Regions from separate parts of the Anser cygnoides genome. Here all the other regions are linked to region 3. A link is a contact called in public Hi-C data. All regions are on one chromosome and are shown on one strand. Each heading gives the region's core, a stretch centred on a gene start, on an enhancer-like site or on the middle of the called end of the contact. The rest is flanking DNA. Distances are from core to core; before and after follow the strand shown.

Region 1 (3,358 bases), core at 612-3,111, 230 kb after region 3:
AAAAGCCTTCGCAAACAACAATTTTTGATCACAGCCTCACTCCCTGCATTTGAACTGGTGAACGAAGTTATCTGTCCTTTATACTCCCAGGATTATTTCAGCACTGGTTCTCTTTCAGGAGTGTTTTCAAATCTCAGCGAGTGACAATTTCCTGATGTAGATGGTTGAAAATCTCCAGTCATTAAGAGTTCAGGGTGGGGATGTTAACCACAAGGGCTACGTTTAACGATCTCGAATTTACGATTTCTTGTACGCAAACTGAGTAAACTGCTTTAATTTGCATTACGATGACGGTCATTTCTCTGAAAATTTAGCCTTTGGTGTTCTTAACACTGGTCACGTAATTAACAGTTAAAACAATTCCCTCTAGGTGTAAATAAAAACAACAAGCGTACTTGGATCATCAGCCAAAGTTGTCAAAAACGAAATTCCAGGATGAGACAATTCCCTTTCAGCCTGCAACATGGAAACAGAGGTCAGCCAAACATTCGGGGGCTAGAGATGATGGTTTGCAAATTACAGCTGTTCACATCTGGAGTTCAGATTTGGCCAAACTCCTAATATTATCCATCACAAAACCTAAACTGAAAGAATGTTTTGGTTGTATGATGAGGAACATAAAAGTTAGGAAACATTAAATGTAAAAAACGGTACGTGTGACTAACTCTGCCTAGCAAATGCAGAGTGAGGGACCCGGTTATTTCTCGCAACAAACAGCATCAGGGCTGACTGTGGTGTTTCTGTGAATAGGGAACCACGTTTCTGTATTTGCCAGTGTACCTCTCACCGGCTGCATCTGTTTCTTAGCGTAGAGGGATCCATGACGCGAGCTGAGGGCTGTGACAGTGGCCTGAAGAAGTGCTTTTGGGGCTGGCCTGGCAACCCTTCCACACCTAGCGGGCAGGGACAGCCGAGTGCTTGGAGTACCTTCACCACATAGGCCAACCGGGCACTTCTGTACTTCTTTATTACACAGCTGCTACACTCCCACAAAATGCCTTCCCTCCCATTATAAGATAACGACAAAAAATTTTAGTACCTGCACAGCCCACAGTGGCTCACTGTTCAGAACGGATTCATTTACAAAGCTGAAAAATCATGCGTGTGTGCATACTTATACACGGAGCGAGGCAGTAACATGGAGGATGTTAAAATGAACGAGGATTACAAGGGTCTGGCTTCCCTCCCTGATTGACCCGGACCTTCCAGGAGCCTCCCAGCCAGCCAGCCCCTTTCTTCACGTCGCAGGTCCCGTCCCGGCCCTGAGGAGGTATATTCTTTTTTCTTCATCTCATTCTCAATAAGCAATGACTCACTTTATCTCAAACTAACCAAATAAATTCAATTTTGGACAGCCACCAGGACTGGAAAATTTCATCCTGATAAGCTGTTCTGCCTGGACACAGAGGGGTAGAAGGGAAACAGTTATATGGCCTTAACTATAGGAGGTTCCTTCCGCTCCTGCTATAATGCAAACTATTTTGAGACTTGCCAAGTTTGTGCTGTAGGCTGCATCAGGCATCAACAGGACACCGAAGTGCTCTGTGGAGAATAACGCATAAATCCAAAATGATCTTTTGCTGCAGTGACTCTTCTCTCCTGAGATGTATTACATTTTTTAAAGTCAGTGAAAAAAAAAAAAAGCAAAATATCACTTTTAACGCTTGGACTACAAAATGGTTGAATCCTCCAGGGGCCAGGCAGGGCCAGAAACAACTTTTTTTTCCCCTTTTTCCCAGATTTGGGGGTGGGGGGGAGGGCAAGGGGAAAGGGAGAGAGCAAAGAGTGCTTGGTTTCAAATAGCAACATTGTCCAAAAGGGTGAAAGGGAACAGATGGCCGTGGAGAATGCAGCCTCAAAGCGCCAAAGAAAAGGGCTATTTTGACAGATCTTGCTGTTTCCTATTCAAGCATGAACACTCTGGCATGGAGAGTTAAGACGATACAAGGAACAACCTCTGTTCCCAGCAACTGACTATGGGCAACTGGCCTCTGAAGCTCTGAGAAAAACAACATGAGACAGACAGACAAACAGATATGGCAGCAAGCCCAGATCTCAGCCACCGGGGGGGGGGGGGGCGAGGGGCAAAAAAAAAAAAAAAAAAAAAAAAAAAAAAAAAAGCAGAAAGGCTAGAAACAGCTGCCTTTTCCTGGCTCCAGCGCAGAGCATTAGAAAGAGCCTGTCCAGCCTTTCTCATCTTCCTTTTCAGTGAAACTTCTTGGAGGGGTCACCCTCAAGCTGTTGGTCTTTGCCCTGAGGGGAGGTGAAAAAGAGGACAGATCACAACTCGTCTAGCTCAATGAAACCTGCTTCCTTTAATCACAAAGACCTCCCTCCAGCCAGCTAAGAGGAACTTTAAATGTAAAAAAGCATAATTAATTCTAGAGTTTTGCATGCAAAAAGGTTGAGAAATTTAAAGTTGTGGCTCCCACAGTACGCGTAATTTGTTTGCACAGTGTACAGCAGCGAGCCATTATATCCGAGGGCAGGGAGAATTGTACTCGCTGTGGGAAACACGGCTAATGTATGTCCTGACTTCTTCTATCCGTCCTAATCGGGAGAACGCACCCACAGCTGTTTCGTTCGCTGTTTCTGTGCATCTACCAGCAGCCGCAGGCTGCAGTTTTGAAGGTCTGCTTCCCATCCATCCCCAAAACGTGGAGTGAGATCAATCCACAAAGTGCAGCCAGGCTTCACTGTTTCCAAAGTCAGTCAAACGAGAGGAATGAAACCGGCTGCGTGAATTTCTTTCTGATTTATATATCATTTTCATTTTTTTTTTTAGAACAAAGCCTGCTAACACTGCTTTCCAGCCTATACCTGTCTGTGGGCAATGCCACCACACATCACCTTCCCCTCGTGCTGTGATGGGACCGCAGCAGTGGCAGCTTCGTGCAGCAGCTGGGGTGAGGAAGAGGGGGGTAAACATTAACCATCCTCACAGCTCTTCCCTGAGGCGGGGAAGTAGCTATCATCCCAATTTTACTGTCCCCCTTTTCAAAAATCATTGAAGGAAAAAGATAATAAAGAATCGTGGGTGTTCGCATGCCAGAACTGAGAATGGAGAAATGCAAATGCAACATACTGATCCTATCTGGGCCTTTGTTCCCTCATCTGTGAAACAGCATTTGTTAACTTTGGTCAATAAATAGTAAATGTGTACAAAAACAGACACCGGCTACAAATCACCTTGAAATCCTCAGGCTCTAAAGGAATCCATATTATTACCAAAACCTTGGCTTTCTACAACAGGTAAATAGTTTTTTGTTTGTTTGTTTGCTTTGTTTCCACAAAGGATAGTCAATAAACCCATTATTAGCTGTAATTGTTAATTTATAACTAAATAGATAGGATCTGA
Region 2 (3,450 bases), core at 292-2,791, 130 kb after region 3:
TACTGGGTTTTAAAACATTTTGGCTAGTCAGGCCTAATTTTCTAGGTCTGGACAGGGTTTTAAAATGTGCTTTCAAATGTGACTAGCTGTGATCACACTAAGGACAAAATAGCATTTAAGCATGTGCTAGTTAACAAATAGCAGAATATTGTGTCCGGTTTTAAGCCACAGAGTACAAGAGAGACTCTGGCAAACTGAAGAAAAGTCCAGTGGAAGGACCCTAAAATGGTCCTAAAACAAACAATTTGAGTTCAGCCTGGAGAAGGCTAAGGCAGGAGACTTCAGATAAGATGACAGAATGAGATTAGAATTTGATTATTTTTACAAAAATGCTGTTACAGAAACCAAATTTAGAGATTTCACCAAAGATAATTTGATAATTTGTCCACTAGGAACTGGAATAACTCAATTCATGTGAGTGAAAACTGATTTTTGATTATCACCACAGGCTAAAATGGAAAGTGTCCCAAACTACCTAGAGAGGAGATGCTGTATATATCACAATACCAACTACTAAAAGTAACTGAATCACTTAGTCTTACAGATGGAGATCTTGTTTAAAGACTGAATTTTCTGCATGGTGTCATCAGTCCTCAGCAAAAGAGGCATGGCAAGGTCTAGTCTCTTTACCTATTTATTTTGAACACACAAAAGGCTTAAACTTCTCTGAGTACAGAATCAGTCATCTAACTAAATAAAGCAACTACTTATGTGCTATGTGGTCTTGGTCAAGTCACTCAAAAGCTTACCACTTGAGATTATGGCTCTGCAGCAGTCTAAATTAAACTAACTGTCGGCTTATGTGGTCCAGCTCTGGCTATGCATTCCCATTCCTCTCTTACACCCAAAACATTGCTCATTAGGCCATTCACCAAGCCATTTCACTGATTTAGGGGAGCATAAAACTCACCTAACAAAAAGCAAGTAACATATCCTTTGCCACAAACTGGGATCACAAGAACAGCTAAACCTATAGGTAAGAAGTAACATTTAACCTCATTTCATTTTAGATAGCTGCAAATTTTGACGGGTTTGGGGTTGATTTTTTTGTTTGTTTGTTCCTTTTTGAGAAGGGAAAGGGAAATTTTGGAAAACAAAATAAAGTGCTCATTCTCATATACAAAACATATTCCAACATGCTTTATCTGTTACTATCAGGTCAATTTCCTTATTAAAATGTTGAAGTGAAAATTAATGAAACTTTGTGAATGCTTGCATGAAAATGTTTGTTTTACAATGAAAATACAGGCACGCCATGACAATACTTAGTGTGGAAGGGAGAAAGCATTTCAGATACTTTTTATATCTTACAGAACATTATGTAATTTGTTACTTAGATGTCACTAAGCTACATTAAAAAAAAATAATAAAAAAATTAGATGTACCAAAAAATATGCAAATGCCCTTTTTTCCCTGTGGTATGGTCTGTAGGATCCAGGGTTCTGACCCCAGTAAGACCCTCAGCCTGGCAAGTAAGTGTGTGACTGAAAGTTGCAGGACCTTGTTGCACCACAGCACTCTCTGTGCTGGAGCCCCCTTGCAGACCATGGTGACCTGCACACTCCATTTTTTTTCTTCTCTGCCTGGGATCTGGCAATGACCTCCTGCAACCCAACTCCTCTCCCCACCAGTGTTTTCTCCAGGCTCTGAGTTGACCTGGCTAATGCTTTTAGCTGTGAGGAGATGAAAAGAAGGAAGAAAAAAGAAAAAAAAAGGGGGAGAAAAAAAAAAAAAAAGCAAGCCCTGCAGATGAAAGTCTGAGGCAGTGTTTTCCTTTCCAAAGTGCTGCTACATTCCCATAAGCTTGTGGTTTCCTGCATTCTGCTGGAGGGCTTTTTTTTAAAAAATCCTTTTGGTGATATCTGAAGAGGGAAAATGTCCAGCACTAACAGGAGGCCTTTTGTTCTATTCGTTTCTAAGTGGACTTTAACCCAGTTACTACAGACTGAGTCACTGTAGAAACAAATAAAATAAAAGCTCTCTGTTTTGTCCCTCTGGACAGGTCAGGGACATGTTAAGTTCTGTTCTCCCTTTCCTACTTCATGGAATCAGTACTGGACCTGGCATTGCACTGCACTAATAATGAACATAGTTTATGGCTGTTCTTTTTTATATGTCCTGGCAACCCCTACAGAGTGGATATTTCAATAGAGCCAACATTTCATTAACAAAATAAATGCACAAGGGGTGTATCTATGGGTAACGAGATAAAATTAAATGGAAGAAAGGCCTGCTAGCAGGGACCAGTAAGATCTGTGTAAGCATGACACATAAAGGTGCATGTCTGAGCTATTTTGGTACTTTCTCACGTCTCAAATCTCTTAATAACTCACAGCAAACAACTTCTTGTCTCTGGATATGACTGTAAGACTCCCTTGCCATCAGGCTGAATTTTAAGCTGAATTTGAGAGTTGAATTATGATCATTCCCTGCAGTTCAGTTTGCTGTGACAAGTTATATCCTGTCACCATACACCCATTTTAGGATAAATCACAACCTATTCAGATCCCAAACATCTAAACTAAAACAGATCTAAAAAAAAAAATAAGCATCCCATGCATAGGCCTGTGGTTCCCTGGGGCTTACTGAGGCTCTGGAAATTTTGTGCACAAGAGGACTCACAACTGCCCCTCCCCTTCCCCCTTCTCTCACCAGCCCGCCTTCCCTGGAAGCCTTTTTAGCTCCTCAGCCGTCCCTTATCTCTGCACTCTCAGCACTGGCCAAACAGCTGCCTGCTGCAGCTGCCAGCCCAGAGGCAGGCTGTAGGCTTGCCTTCGCCACCCTCTTGTACCCTCCTTTGGAGCTGGTTTCTGCAGTGCTTATCTGAAGCCGCCGTGTTGCTTTCCCACAGCACCCTTCCCAGTCCAGGGTACTCCAACTCATTTTTAAAGTGGGCCATACTGGGAGGGAGCTAGCAGTAGGTGGGCCAGCAATGCCTTTAACCGCTGTGGAGTGGGCATGCATGCAGAGGTAGGACAGCAGGAGACTGGGACACTTCGCAGGGAGAGTTTTGTACCCGCACATGACTGCTCTGTCAGCACAGAGAACTGAACTCAAGCGAAGCCCAGACTGTGCCAGGCCATGGGTGTGAGTCAGCAGGAGTTTCACATGCGGCCAGCATCGTGCCGGGCATGGGAGGGCAGAGCACAGAGGGACAGGACTGCACCAACACCAGCGCCGCTGTGCAGTCAGGGCTGCGCTCAGCACTGCACCAGGCCTCCTGCTCCCCATTCTCTCTCCCAGTTCCCAGCAAACTTGTCCTACAGCCTACTGCAGAGGTTTGCTGGAGAGCACAAGTACTTTGGCCATTTCTCCTTTTCCCAGTTTAGTTTCATGTGCCAGTCTTGGGATTCCTCAACCCTGAAACAGTCCAGAAACTGTTGGTCCAGAAACTCTGCCCTGCCAGAATAGCTAAGGGTAAAGGGCTTGCACAGCAAATGAAAAGTGAAT
Region 3 (3,727 bases), core at 744-3,243:
ATATTAAGAGGTTGGAAATATGATTTGGGGATAACTCACTGACCACCCTTTCTTTCCCTGCCTTGCCTCTCTGCTCTGTGACTATGACTAGGATCTCATAGGGCGTGTGGGCCCAGCCTAGACTGAATTTGTCTGTGGGGACATAGGTTTGTTTTTTAAGCCGTGGCTGCTCCTGGTGAGGTGGGGTTAGCCCTCACACATCCCACCATTTCTCCGTCCTTTGGTGACGTTGGTCCTCTGTACAAGGAGCAGAGTGGGAGCATGTGGTGTGTGAACAGAGATTTCTGCTGAGGCACGTGCAAGTGGTGTGCCCCCAAAAGGGAACGGGAGCTGCACCTTCCGCCCTCTTGGGCCATGAAGAACGACCACCCCTGAGGTCTCAGGAAGCTGAAAGCTGCTCCAGATCCACCCTTAACGCGAGAAGAAAACACACCCCTGCTCCTCTCTACATGTGGCTGCAGGTTCCTTGCCACAGCCTGAACCAGCCCTCCCTGATGATGTGTGGCCCTTAGGTGGTGCGACACCGCGCTTCTTGGGAGCCCAGCTGCCCACAACAGGCTTCCTCTGCTCACTTACTGCTGGGTGCTGCCCCGGTGAAGCAGCCTCCTGCCAGCTGCAAATCCAGCATGGCCCCGTGTCCTCCAAAATGAAGATTTCGTTCAACAGTTTTATGACTCTGTTACACAGCTCTGTTGTAAGCTTCCCACTATCTGCCTCAAGCAGCTCATCTCAGCGATTCCTCCCATGCTAATCTCTGTGATCTGTGACATGCATACAGCATCGACTGGAACAGAACCTCCCCTCTGCTGCGCCGTATTTGCCAGAACAGGCATAACTCAAGATAACCGGATTTGAAACAATCAGAGCAGGAAGCAGCAATAACTGGCCTGGAGGGAAGGCAGGGAGTTGCCCATAGACAGTTTTTCAGAAGGGTGCCCAATTTGTGATATCCGATCTCCTTCTGCGCTCCTTTAGCCCTGGTACAAAGGTAGGATGTAAGTCTTGCAGGAATTATCTTCACCCTCACTCCCTGGCTTCTGAGCGAGTGAGTTTAGATCTGCACCATCTTTTTCTTACGGCAGCGTTTCGCACGTGGTGACATGCGCAGAGACCTACATATGTGCGTGATGAAGACCTCCAGAGCCACATCTGCTTCAGACATGACACTGATGTCACCACCGCCGATGCAGATCTCTCTGTGGGAATGGTCAAGGCGGAGGACGGTGACGTTACTTTCTCCATGGAGCACACGGACCTCAAGGCTGGCTCTGGTACCGCTGACGCTTCCGCGGGCAGCACCCCGCAGCCCGTACGCAGCAGTGAGCCGGCCCTCTGCCCACCAGCGCCTTCATACCACGCGGGTCAGAGCGGGCCGAGGCAGGTCCTGGGCAGGCGCTCTCGCTGTCGAGCCGGCAGCTTAGTCACGGCGCTCTCCAGACAGCCATGTAAACATCACCCACAGTCCCCCGCAGCTGCCCTCCCCTCCGGCCTCTGCTGCAGCCCTGTCCCTCTGCGCCCCGTGCCAAGGGTCACAAGCTGGGACCAGCATTCGGGTGCCAAACGCAGCCCGTGGCTTTGAGCAGCCAGTCTGCTAGAGGTCGTCACACGCCTCCTTAAGCAAACAGGGATCCATGCCAGTTGATAAATCATTTACGAGGAGAAGTCAGAAGCAAAGAACTAGATTAACCAGGTCACTGGGTGTCCTGAGGGAATGACGTGTCAGTGGAGCTGAAACAGCAGATCCCACAGTTGCAATCTGCTGCCTTCTTCTGTCCTGACAGCAATTCATGGAAATCCCTGGAACTAGACACTAGTGATGGAAAAACCCATTAGCTCATCCAAGTCAGCTCGCTAGTTAAAGCAGTCACTCCCATTCTACATTTTTGGCAGAGTTAAAATGTCTCAAGAGAGGGGATTTCCACCAGTTCCTTCTCAAGGGGAAATTATTCCACCTATCAGGAAGACTGCCCTGAGTGGTGCTATTTTTGTAAAACAGAAGTAACTCCAAAGCCCAAGAGAAAAAAACAAAAGATTCTGATGCAGAAACACAGGCAGCGATGTTTTTCTGCCCCAACAGACATGTGCCATGCATGGCACACCTCCAAATGGAAACGCTGTGGGCACACGTGTGTGTTTATATATATATCCACCTAGGTGTGTTTATGTGTGTGTATACACACGTCCTCCCTCTGTCCAAAGGGTGGTTATGACCTTGTGCCTCCTTGTATAATCGATGTGTTGTATTGTGATCTCACACCTAGTTTAGACTTATGTAACGCCACTGACATCAAGGCAAAGAAAATTGCTAAATTAACTCTGAGGAGGGAACAGACGCGTGGAAAACGGGAGGCATCAGCTGGGTGCACACTTCCCATCCAAGCCTGGGGAGCGGGCACGTCGCCTTGCCGGGCCTCGGCTCCCCGAGCTGTGCCTCGAGGAGAGCGACCACCCTCACCGTGGCTAACTACGTTGCTGCTCAAAGCACTCGGGCCTGCGGTGATGGGAAAGGTGTTGCAATGCAGAGCAGCGCTGTGGAGGTTGTCAGCAGAGGCTATGGAGATTTTTGCAGCCAAGCTTTTCAGCACCTGGGAAGCACTTTGGGACAGTGGGGAAATAAATTAGCTGTGCAATGGCGTTTAAAGCCTTATCATTAGTTTCAGAGCTAATTCTGCATTCAGATGAATGGGCGTAGCACACATTGCTGAGCTAGAACTTGTAGAGATAGGGCGGATCGCTCTCTGTTCCCATTCAGAAAGCTTTCGGCCAGCAGAGCTCTAACTTGCAGTCTTGGTGGCGTAGGTCTGGAGCAGAGATCTGCGGCTAGGGTAGGTACAATGGCAATATTAGCAGCAAACAAACCCCATGTTATCCAGGGCCCTGATTACCATTGCAACGGGGTGTTGGCTATATGCATCTTACGAGAAGAAGGCGGGGTGCTGCCTGGGCGTTTGTCCTGAATTTGTAACTCCTTCTCAGCTAGTTGTTTTATTTGCCTCTCACAGTCTCACAGCTGGCACAGCTGTCTTCCCCATCTGGAACTCCTGAAACTCAGGCACTGTGTTTTGCAACATTGCCAGGACCCGACTGCCATGTACCCGTCAGTTATATTAAGGCTGCCCTCACGAGCACGCTGTGCGTTCTTGCGTTATTGTAGGGAGCTCATGAAGGCTGCTCTGAGCATCCCTGGCTTTGGGCTGGGCCTTCTGCTTTGCGGGGTTTATACCTTGTTCGTTTAACACAAAACACAGTGAAGTGCAAAAAAGTCCTGTGAGGACTGACATGGAGTGTGGAAAAAGATCTAACCAAAAAGGCGTAGGTCAAATTCTGGGCCTTGGCCGGGTCCCTTTAATTGCTGTCAAGTACCAGTGCCAGTTGACCTACTAAGCCCCTTGCCCCTTGCACTGTGGAGGGATAAGAGCGGGTGAAGCCCAGTAATAGTTTAACTATGATTAACTCTCTGCCAGTTCCACAACAGAGGACGAAAGGTGCTGACTCCGGGCGCTTCCACACGCCAGCCCACGCTCTCCCGCCACCCCTCACGCTGCTGGCCTGCCTTCCCCACAGCCTGAAACTCCAGCCTGACCCTCGGCAAGGACAGGAAACCTGAGCCTGCTGTGACTCTGCAGCCAGGTCTCTGGCAGAGTTTACGTGGTGCTTGCTCCCTAAAGGAGGGCCAGAGGAAGAGGAAGAGCCATCTTGCTCTCGATGCTTAAGACACCTCTCCATT

What was found. Hi-C and Micro-C count contacts between places; a contact is called where the count stands out from the background.
Region 1: a contact with region 3 is called in a Hi-C map of liver, with 2.3 times the contacts expected there. The contact joins two enhancer-like sites. A contact is called at or near these places in 3 of 7 Hi-C or Micro-C datasets (granulosa cells and liver).
Region 2: a Hi-C map of liver shows a contact between it and region 3, with 2.1 times the contacts expected there. The contact joins two enhancer-like sites. A contact is called at or near these places in 3 of 7 Hi-C or Micro-C datasets (fetal liver and liver).

Annotation. Positions count from the first base shown.
Region 1 is chr5:29,083,119-29,086,476 of Taihu_goose_T2T_genome, reverse strand. The region is part of intron 8 of RAD51B (RAD51 paralog B); the gene reads right to left. LOC136791005 (a long non-coding RNA gene) reads left to right here. Exons shown (of 3, transcript XR_010832058.1): 3 at 371-2,083. Among named protein-coding and RNA genes, the nearest start is that of ZFP36L1, 210 kb to the left of the region's middle. Within about 2 kb of position 1,861, at least 1 of the 3 cell types and tissues checked has open chromatin away from gene starts, as enhancers often do. A contact at or near this core is called in liver, where this site is marked.
Region 2 is chr5:29,182,537-29,185,986 of Taihu_goose_T2T_genome, reverse strand. The region is part of intron 10 of RAD51B (RAD51 paralog B); the gene reads right to left. It overlaps LOC136791006 (a long non-coding RNA gene), which reads left to right. Exons shown (of 2, transcript XR_010832059.1): 2 at 1-1,392. Among named protein-coding and RNA genes, the nearest start is that of ZFP36L1, 110 kb to the left of the region's middle. Within about 2 kb of position 1,541, at least 3 of the 3 cell types and tissues checked have open chromatin away from gene starts, as enhancers often do. A contact at or near this core is called in fetal liver and liver, where this site is marked.
Region 3 is chr5:29,312,242-29,315,968 of Taihu_goose_T2T_genome, reverse strand. No RefSeq gene overlaps it. Among named protein-coding and RNA genes, the nearest start is that of ZFP36L1, 16 kb to the right of the region's middle. Within about 2 kb of position 1,993, at least 3 of the 3 cell types and tissues checked have open chromatin away from gene starts, as enhancers often do. A contact at or near this core is called in fetal liver and liver, where this site is marked.